2 separate regions of the Callithrix jacchus genome follow, and region 1 is linked to region 2. The links are chromatin contacts, called in public Hi-C maps. All regions are on one chromosome and are shown on one strand. Each heading gives the region's core, a stretch centred on a gene start, on an enhancer-like site or on the middle of the called end of the contact. The rest is flanking DNA. Distances are from core to core; before and after follow the strand shown.

Evidence for each region. A called contact is a pair of places that touch in the nucleus more often than the background predicts.
Region 1: a Hi-C map of skeletal muscle shows a contact between it and region 2, with 4 times the contacts expected there. The contact joins the promoter of HDDC2 here to the promoter of TPD52L1 in region 2. A contact is called at or near these places in 2 of 3 Hi-C or Micro-C datasets (both in skeletal muscle).

The regions. Positions count from the first base shown.
Region 1 is chr4:131,898,830-131,904,207 of calJac240_pri, forward strand. It overlaps HDDC2 (HD domain containing 2), which reads right to left and starts at 2,216. Exons shown (of 7, transcript XR_013534909.1): 1 at 2,090-2,216; 2 at 809-930.
Region 2 is chr4:131,744,041-131,749,396 of calJac240_pri, forward strand. TPD52L1 (TPD52 like 1) reads left to right here and starts at 2,526. Exons shown (of 8, transcript XR_013534908.1): 1 at 2,526-2,732.

The DNA.
Region 1 (5,378 bases), core at 966-3,465, 150 kb after region 2:
CCACACGCTGAGTAACAGGACTCCTGAGTTTTCCCCAGTGAACCATTTGCTGCAGTCAAGTTGATTTATTTCTCATTTGAAAAATACTCCTTTACTTTCCTATACTCAGGGCTTTGCTTTATCTGCCCTTCTCTCTGCTTGCAGTGCCTTCTACCTCTCTGCCTATATTAACTCTTTAGAGCTCAACTCAGATTGCACCTCCTCCATTAAGATGAACCAAGAACAGGTGATCTCCCCTACTCTTTGTACTTACTGTTTCCATCATACTTTATGTTTCACTTCATATAGAAGGTACTTTGGGCCTGTGTAATTCACCTTACTCTCTAATATGCTAGTAAACTTTTGTTCTATGCTCAAAAAGCATTTTAACACTTGTTGATTGAAGGGGGAGAGGATACCTCTTTCTCAGCTATATCTTACACATACAACTCCAGAAAGAAATCTCAAGAATGGATTCTACTATCCACAAAAGGCACTAGAAAAGAGCACATAGTGTACTAATACAATGCTAGAATTTTAGACATAACACACTCACCTTCAAGGCCCCAGTATCACTCTCAAGTTTCCTCTGATACCCAAGGCAGGCTCTATCACTTGCCAACAGAAAACCCAGATTGCAGTTTACAACTGAGGCAATCAACAATGAGCTCCTCTTCCCACATCCTAAATTTGTATGGTTTGCTTCAAATTCATTTTTCTTGACCTATAAACTAACCTACAAGGATTTGACACGGGCCTCAGTGGTAAAAATGGGTGTACACCCATAGACCAGAATCCCTCATGAGCATCAAAATCCAGCTCAGCTTACCGGTCTTTGTTAAGACGGTCATCTTTGATCACCATAGCCATAATTGCCATCCGGTACATGTGATCTGACACGCTCTCTGGCCTCTGGACATTTCTGTATACCCAGCCAGTCCGTGGGACTCTCTGATAAATACGAAAAAGAAAAAGAAGGTTTAAGAAACCAATGTTAACTATCGGTTATGCTCTTCAAGAGATGTCCAGGATATAACACACAGAGGCCGAGTCATAGCTTCAGAACCTATTACAAAATGTTTTACTAAACTAAAATGATAGATCTCTGGAATCAAATAAACTAGAGAACTCAGAATAAAAGAAGGAGAAGACAGAGCGAGGTAAGTCACAAAGTCCATTCATCAAATTACTGTTACTGGTGTATAATTATGGAACACATGTAAGTCCTTTAAACAAAACAAAACTGCATTATTCCTAACTACAGGAGTTGCAGCTTTTTGCCTTCAAACAATCCTATACAAGCAGAAAACACTGTGTTAAAGGCTCGAACTTGAACGAGTGATACAATTCCAAATTCTGATGCACAAGGTATAAAGGCACTTCTCATTACGTGTTGAGTCACGACTCCTTCTCATTGCTTGATGCTACCAACAGTTGTGACTCTTCCTTTTATTCACATCATAACTTGATCTTGTGAAGCTGCATTTCTTCCTCAGAATTCTACATCTCTAAAGAATGTTATAAATAGTAGAGTGGCATGAAACAGATAATTTGCTTTGAACTTGGGAGAGAGACGTGGAAGACACACATGATGAAACTCCAGTGTGTTATGTTAAATCCTGTTTGGGGAGTTGGCGGGGGGAGAAAAGTCTTGTTTTGGGATGTAACTGTGAAACAGAGGTAAAGCACTCGACTTAAAATCTGTTCTTCCGACTGGTGCTCAGAAGCAGCCATGCTCTACACGCACACACACGCACACGCACACGCACACGCACACGCACACGCACGCAAGCGCTCAGCACAGGCCGGCCCAGGCCAGCTGCTCTCCGGGAACCAGCCGGGCTGCGTGGCGGCCCTAGCGGCTCCGGGGTCTGGGCTCAAACTCCGCGCGGCCCCATCCCCGCCCTGCCTCCCCTCCGGCTTCTTCCTCCGCCCACCGTCCAGTATGGGCGTCCCAGACGCCTCCGCAAGGCCGGCGCCTTTCCCAAATTCGGCATGGCGGGACGGCGCGGAACTGGGAAAGGCCGCGGGCCGAGCTGGGAGCCGGAAGCTGCGCCGCCTCACTGTCCCGCCTGCTCGGCCGCGGCCTCCCGGCCCGCTGCCCGCTCACCTTGAGCTGCCCCATCAGCCGCAGGAACTGCAGCAGTGAACGAGCCCCGTGGCCTGAGAAGCCCGCAGAGGAGACCGAAGCCATACGGCCACGGATCCCGGCTGGGAAGAGCAGGCCGTGGCGAAGCTCCTCCCCTCCCTTCTCCTCCCCCTTGTTTTCCTTCCCGCTCTTCTTCCCCTTCTTCCCCTTTCTCCTCCCCTTCTTCTTCCTTCTGACCCTCTTCCTTCTCCCCTTTCCAACTCCCTCCTCTTCCTCTTTCTCCTCCCCTACTTCCGCTTTCCCCTCTTCCCCCTTCCTCTCCCCCCCTCTTTTTCCTCTGGTTCCTTCTCCCCCTCCTTCACTTTCTCACGGTTTTCTCAGGCCCTTCTGTCCAATCTTCACCTTCCTGGCCTTGGTGACTGCTGGTTAGGCATTGCTCCACCAGCGGTGGACACTTTGCTTGGCACATACTGGACACTTCCTTTCTAAATTTATGAACCTCATTATTCTTCAGTTGACAGTGTAAAACCATGAAACTAGATGAGGTCACCAGGCAAGAGAGTGTGAATGAAGAAGAAAAGACATCCAAGGGCTCAACCCCAACATTTAGACTTTGGGAGATGGAGAGGGAGCAGCTAGTGAGGCAGGAAGAGGATTAAGAGATAAGTGTGTCTTGGAAGCCATGTAGAAAAAAAAAATTCAAAAAGGAAGGAATATGGTCAACCAAGTCTATTTGACGTCAGATAAGGACCAAGATTTGACTTCCAGACTTAGTAAATTTTATATTATGGGTGACTCTGACAAAAGCGGTTTTCAGTGTAGTGGGCAAGCAGAACCTAGTAAGATAATTTTCAAGAAAATAGGAGCAAGTATTTCGACACATTGGAGATGGGATTGGGTGATGTTAACTAGTGGAGAGATTGTTTAAAAACAGGAGATACTGTGTATGTTTATTTACCGATGGAGGTGATCTAGTAGAAAGGGAAGCATTGACTATATAAGAGACAAAGGAGAGAAATATTTGAATGTCAGCCTTGAGTAAGGAAAAATAGTTCCTATCTAGTGTACAAGATAAAACATTGGCTTTAGATAGGAATATGGAGACTTCATTTAGCTGTCAGAGGAGGACAGAATAAATGGTGACTAATAATCAGTCACAGATGTGGTTATGGGAGGTTGTAGAAGTTCTTTTTTGATTGCTTCTATTTTCTCACCAAATTAGGAAGCAAAGTAGAGGCTGGGATGTTATAGTAATAAGTAACCGCCTTATTTCCTGTATCTCAGCAGTTTAACACATCAAAGGTTTATTTCTCTCTCATGCTAAGTGTCTGTTGCAGATCAGTTAGAGGATGCTGCTTGCTCCAACTTCACTCAGGGAGTTGGGAGGCTTTCTTTGCCCCTCTTTTGCCAAAATTGGGAAAAAGAAAAGTGGCACTCTGGTTCTTAAAGCCTGTCTCTGGAAGTGATATATGACCTTTTGTCTACATATCATTGGCAAAATAAGTAACACTGCCACATCTAACGTCAAAGGGGTCCTGTGGAGGCCTCTGGGAAGAAAGGAGGCTAGAATATTTGTGAATAGAGGAGGAGGCATTTGAGGTTTAAGGAGTGATATGGTTCGGCTCTGTGACCCCACAAATATCACGTCAAATGTAATCCTCAAAGTTGGAGGAAGGGCCTGGTGGGAGGTGAGTGGATTATGGTGGCTGACTTTCCCCTTGCTGTTCTTGTGATAGTGAGTGAGTTCTCTAGTGATCTGGTTGTTTAATAGGGTGTAGCACTTCCCCACTTTGCTCTCTTTCTCTTCCGCTCCGCCATGTGAAGACAATGCCTGCTTCCCTTTTACCTTTCACCATGATTTTAAGTTTCTGCAGCCGTGCTTCCTGTACAGCCAATGAAATCTCTTTTATTTATAAATTACCTAGTCTCAGATAGTTCTTTATAGCAATGCGAGAGTGGATTAATATATGGAGAAAGAAGGCATGAAATAGTTTTTTTGAAGACTGGTTCAGCAAAACATTAAATATGACTAAGAACCAAATAAATGCCAAGGACATTGGGGCTTGTATTAAACATGGTTAGGAAAATGAGCTGGAAGCCATTTTTATGATGGTAAGTGGTGCTAAATAAAGATCAAGCCAGGTGTGGTGGTTTGTGCCTTTATCCCAGCTACTCAGGAGGCTTAGATGGGAGGATCACTTGAGCCCAGGAGTTTGAAACTGCAGTGGTTTATGATCACTCCAGCTTGGGAAACAGAATATGTCTCTAAAACATTACAAATTTTTTAAAAATGGAAGAATCAAGGGTTAAAAAGAAGGAAAAAGAATCAGAGGCAAAGTCAGTCAGATCCACTGGAGTAATACAAAAGCAAATGAACAAAAAGATCCAGGAGAATATGGAAGATGAGGGTGCTGGATTTGCAGAAGATTGTAATGAGGGGCTTTCTAGAGATTGGTGCCATGAAGCAATGGAGCTGCAAGCTAGCTGGTGAATGTGCAGTGCAGCCCTTACAGTTGCTTCTAAGCAGCCTTATTTTCTTTTGCCAACAATGCCTTGATTTCCTTTGAGCTCCTCCTGATTCATGCAGGCTAGATTTAGTCTCCATGTATCTCTGTCTGTATTTGCAACTTTCTTTGCAAAGTACATGTGAGTTATCTTAACCAAAGACATTTGTGTAGTGAACTGTAAAGAATTTCTCCGGTTACCTAAGTTATCAGGAGTTGGAAGATGTCAAATTGCTGAAAAAGTATGAATTGAGTATAGTTTTTGAGGAACTCTATTTAAAGATGATATGGAATTTTGAAGGGGACATTACTGTCTAAAAATGCACTTGTTATTGTGAAAACTCAAAAATAGTGCCAACTTCTTTGTTTGCTAAACTGCATATGTTCATGGGGTTTGCAACACGATTTATTCCTACTATATCATTAAAGACACCAACATGTTTGACTCTAGTAGGTAGAATAGTAGCCTCTTAAGGATGTCTGTGCTGATTTTTTTCCAGCACTTAAATATTTCTATATTACATGGCAAAGGGGAATGGTAGCATATGGTATTAAGTTTGCTAATCAGCTGAACTTAAAATGAGGAGATTATCCTGGATTATCCTGATGAGTGAGATGTAATCTCAAGGGTTCTTAAAGGTGGAAAAGGGAAAGAGAAGAGTGAATACCAAAGGGATTTGATGGGAGAAAGATTCAAACTGGCCGTTGCTGGCTTTGAAGATGGAAGGGGTCATGAGCCAAGGAATGCAGGAGGATTCTAAAAGCTGAAAAAAACAGGATAATTAGATTCTTCCCTAGAGCTTCCA
Region 2 (5,356 bases), core at 1,276-3,775:
ACTCGCAATCTGTCTACCTCGGCCTCCCAAAGTGCTGGGATTACAGGTGTGAACCATCACGTTTTTAACAAATTGAAGGTTTGTGGTACCCCTGTGTTGAGCAAATCTATTGGTGCCATTTTTCCAATGCCATGTGCTCACTTGATGTCTCTGTGTCATACTTTAGTAATTCTCACAATATGTCAAGTTTTTTATTATATTATATCAGTTATGGTGATCTGGGGTCAGTGATCTTTGATGTCACCATTGTAATTATTTTGGGTGACCACCGTCATGCCCATATAAGACAGTGAACTGAATCAATAAATCTTGTATGTGTTCTGACTGCTCCACTGGCCAGCTGTTTCCCCATCTCTCTCCCTCTTCTTAGGCCTCTCCATTCTCTGAGACACAACAATATTGTAATTATAACCATTAATAACCCTACAATGGCCTTCACGTATTCACATGAAAGGAAGAGTCAGGTCTCTCACCTTAAATCAAAAGCTAGAAATGATTAAGTTTTGTGAGGAAGGCGTGTCAAAAGCTGAGACAGGCCAAAAGCTAGGTCTCTTGTGTGAGTTATTCAAGCTGTCAATATGAAAGAAAACTTCTTGAAGGAGATTAAAAGTGCTACTCCAGTGAACACATGAACAATAAGGAAGTGAAACAGTCTTTTTGCAGTTATAGGGAAAGTTTGAGTGGTCTGGATTAAACCAGATCAAAGCAGCCACAGCATTCCCTTAACCACAGCCTAATCCAGGGCAAAGCCCTAACTCTCTTCAATTCTATAAAGCCTGAGAGAGGTGAGAAATCTGCAGAAGAAAAGTTGGAAGCTAGCAGAGACTGGCTCATGAAGTTTAAGGAAATAAGTCATTTCCATAACATGAAAATGTAAGGTGAAGCAGGAAGAGCAGATGCCAAAGCTGCAGAACGTTCTCCAGAAGATCTGGCTAAAACCATTGATGAAGGTGGCTACGCTAAACAACACATTTTCAATGCAGATGAAACAACCTTATACTGGAAGAAGATGCTAATAAGGACTTTTATAGCTACAAAGAAGTCAATGCATGGTTTCAAAGCTTCGAAGGACAAACCCACTCTCTTGTTATGGGCAAAAGTAGCTGGTGACTTTACATTGAAGCCAAAGTTCATTTACCATTCTAAAAATTTTAGAGTCCCTAAGAATTACGCTCTATAAATGGAACAACAAACTTGAATGACACATCTAGAAAACACCTGTGCTCTATAAATGGAACAACAAAACTTGAATGACAGCACATCTTTACACATGTTTACAGCATGGCTTACTGAATATTTTAAGTCCACTATTAATACCTACTACTCAAAAACTATTTCTTTCTAGATATTATTGTTGATTGATAATATACTTGGACTAAAGCGTTGATGGAGATGTACAAAGAGATTAATGCTGTATTCATGCCTGGGAAAAACAACATCCATCCTGATGCCCATGGATAAAGGAATAATTTTGACATTCAAGCCTTATTATCTAAGAAATATATTTTGTAAGGATACAGCTGCCATAGATAGTGATTCTTCTGTTGGATCTGGGTAAAGTAAATTAAAAACTTTCTGGAAAGGATTCACCATTCTAGATGCCATTAAGAACATTCATAATTCATGGGAGGAGGTCAAAAAGTCAACATTAACAGGATTTTGGAAAAAGTTGCTTCCAACCTTCCTGAATAACTTTGGGGATTAAAGATTTCAAAACAGGAAGTAACTGCAGATGTGGTAGGAATAACAAGAGAATTAGACTTAGAAGTGGAGCCTGAATATGTGACTAAGTTGGTCAATCTCCTAAGACTTGAATGGTTAAGGGGTTGCTTCCTATAGATGAGCAAAGACAGTGGTTACTGGAGATGGAATCTACTCCTGGTGAAGTTGTTCAGAGCATTGTTGAAATGACAGCAAAGGATTTATAATTATATAAACTTAGCTGATAAAGCAATGGCAGGGTTTGAGATGATTGACTCCAATTTTGAAAAAAAGTTACAATGTGGATAACATGCTATCAGCCAGCATCGCATGCTACAGAAAAATCTTTCATTAAAAAGTCAATTGTTGCAGCAAACTTTATTGTTGTCCCATTTTAAGAACTTGACATAGCTTTTCCAGCCCTCAGCAATCACCACCAGGATCAATCAGCAGCCGTCAACATCCAAGCAATGCCCTCCACCAGCAAAAAGATTTCCATTAGGTGAAGATGATCTTTAGCTTTTTTTTTTAGAAATAAAATATCTTTTAAAATTAAGCTATTTATGTACATTTCTCTTTTAGACTACAGCGTAGTGTAAATGTACCTTTTATATGCAATAGGAAACTGAAAAATTCGTGTGACTCATTTTTTTGCACTGCTCGCTTTATTGCGGGGGTCTGGAGCCTAACCTGCAATATCTCTGCGGTTCGCCGGTAGAGCGCCGGGAGAGGGTGCCGTCCGCCCGCCGTGCAGAGCGCCGGCAGGTGGCGCCCAGCGGCGAGCTCTTTCCAGCTTGGTTTGGGCCAGGTGGACTGGAAGGGGCGGAGGTAATCAGAAGCGGCCAGTGGCGGCTGCCTGAGTCCCAGTCCCCTCCGCGCAGCGCTCACGACACCCGTGCCAGGAGTGGGAGCGAGCGGCGGGGTCAGCTGCGTTCTGAGCCCAGGCACAGCTGCCATCTGCTCTGGGAAGCACCGGGGTGTCCCTGTGGTCCTCAGCTCGAAGTCAGCCACCATGGAGGCGCAGGCACAAGGTAAGTGGACGCCTATCGCCCCAAGAGTCAGGTCCTGGGGCGCGCATATAGGCTCTTTTCCTGCACCACCTAACTTCGCTCCCGGACAGAACAGATTGGTGCCATGCCACGCGTCCAGAACTCCACTCCCCCCGCGCCTTCGGTATGATGCCTGCTCCCCAAACTCAGGATTTGCTGTGGGTCTGGGGATCGGTAAAGTAACAGGAGATCCGTCAGTGGAGAGGCCCCTCTGCAGGAAATGCGACCGTGGAACGCTCTACCTTCTCCGCAGTCAGTCGCCCCCGACCTCCCCAGCCTCGCGGGTGCCCGGAGGACCTGTTGTGCGGGGTCCGGAATGCGCGTTTCGGTCCCTTTCCCTTGAGGGAGTAGGAAGGGAATGCGACTCTTTTCGCCCAGGGCCGTGGACTCGCGGCTTGTTGGCTCCCAAGTCAGGGCGTGAGGGGATCGCCCGCCGAGGGGGTGGCTCCGCAGCCAGCCTACGCCAGCGGCTTCCCGCGCCGGGACCCGCCTTCCGAGGCCAGGGTGAGCCCCAGAGTGCGGCCCCCTGACCTCCCGCAGAACCACACGTGAGTCCCGGTTTCCCGCGATCGGGGGGGGGACCTCTGCCCCCAGTGGCGCACGGGGCCCCCCGGCCGTCCGGCTCCCTGCTCCCGAGGCTGCCCACTGAAGGAGCCTGCGGTGGCTTTACGAAGGGCGGCCTCATATCTTGGGGTCACCCTTGAAACTGGGTTGGGGAATTCCTATGGAATCGTTCAAGAATGGGGGTAAACGGACCGTGGACGGGGCAGAGGTGGGCGGATGTGGAGCGAGAGGCAAGTGGGAAGGCAAAGGACTCAGTGATCTACCTCGGGAGCAACGCGCAGAAGGGACGGGTTGCGGAGTTCAGCCTTTAAGGCAATCATCGCCACCAATCTTTTACACCGTGGGAAACTCTGTGGTGGCTCTTAATATAAATAAAGTCCCATTTTAAAAAAAGAAGAAAAAGAAGAAGTTCATGACCCAATGTGTTCGCCCTCTAGGGGCAGAACGCTCTGAATGAGAGTGGGTTGGCGAGTGCCTGGGCCGGGAGTCGCCCAACAGGTTTGCTGCCAGGATTACAATTGTCTGAACAGCAGGAGCCTTACTCGTTTGTTCCATCCGCCTATGTCCTGCCCATTAAGCTGCCGCTTCCCATATTTTCCCTCTATTATGTAGATAGATAGGAAAGGGTAATTCAACCAAGGGTGCCCGTAGTTGGTCAAATTCTAAAGCAGAGATCGGATTGGAGGCCTTCACACCGGAACTGAAGCTGATGATAGCAGCTCCGGAGCTTTCCAACCTGACCTGCATATTAGAATTATTTAGAGTCTTCAATACTGGCCCTGGCCAACCCCATCCCAGTCAAAATGTAATCTCTGGAGCCTGAACATGGGTATATTTGAAAGCTTCTGAGGTGATTCTATTAGTGAGGTTGGAGAAGAACTATTGCAGATAGGAAACATTCGGAGAACTTCTGAAGACGTCCCAAACTACAGACTGGTAACCACTGGGGTCACTGGTTTGCTTTATTGGTTTGCTTTACTTAAAAGATTTACTTAACAAATATTTCAGTGCTTTCCTTTGCCAAGCACTGTGTTAAGAAGAGCAAAGGCAGACTTGGTATCTGCTTCATGAATTTTACAGTAGAGGAAGAGACAAATATTAATGTGATGGCCATTTGAAAAATACCATGTAAAATCACTGCCATGTGAATGCTAAGAAAGGGCCTCAGAGTGCAGCGAGAGCCTGAAAAGCTATAACCCTATCATGCAGTAACCAGGAGAGCAGATTGTTGATCATGTCCCTGTCTCTGTTCTTTGTGCTTTGCATGTATTGATGAACTCATTTCCTGTGCACAGCAGTCCCATGAGGTAGTTCATGTTCTCATTCCCATTCTACAGATAGGAAACAAGCATGGGAGGTACTAGGTCTGTGCAAAAGTAATTTCGATTTTTGCCATGACTTTTTAATAAATTCCTTGTTTACAGCTAGATAGATAAGGAATAGAGAAGTTGGTGTGGTGAGGGACCCATTCTCACACAAAGCCTGTGACTTTTGGAGGAAAGGTAACACTTCAGTCCCCACCTGACTCTCCAGCTGCCCTGTGGTGCACTTCTTTTCCCCTCATGACTAGTTGAAAACGTTGGGGGGTAAAGAAGACTAGTAAAAAGGCAAATGGATATGAGAAAAGTGAACAGATTTTAGAAATACTTAAGAGGCCTGGTGCAGTGGCTTATGCCTGTAATCCCAACACTTTGGGAGACCAACGTGAGAGGATCACAGCCCAGGAGTTCAAGACCAGCCTAGACTACATAGTGAGACCTCATATCTACCAAAAAAAACCAAAATTAGTCGAGTGTGGTGACATGTGCCTGTAGGCCTAGCTAGTTGGAAAGCTGGAGTGGGAGGATCTCTTGAGATCAGAAGTTAGAGGCTACAGTGAGCCAAGATCCCACCACTACACTCTAGCCTAGACAAGAGTGAGAACCTCACTCAAAAAAAAAAAAGGCCAGCCACAGTGGCTCATGCCAGTAATTCCAGCACTTTGGGAAGCTGAGGCAGATAGATTTTTTGAGCCCAGGAATAAAAGCCTAGCCTGGGCAACA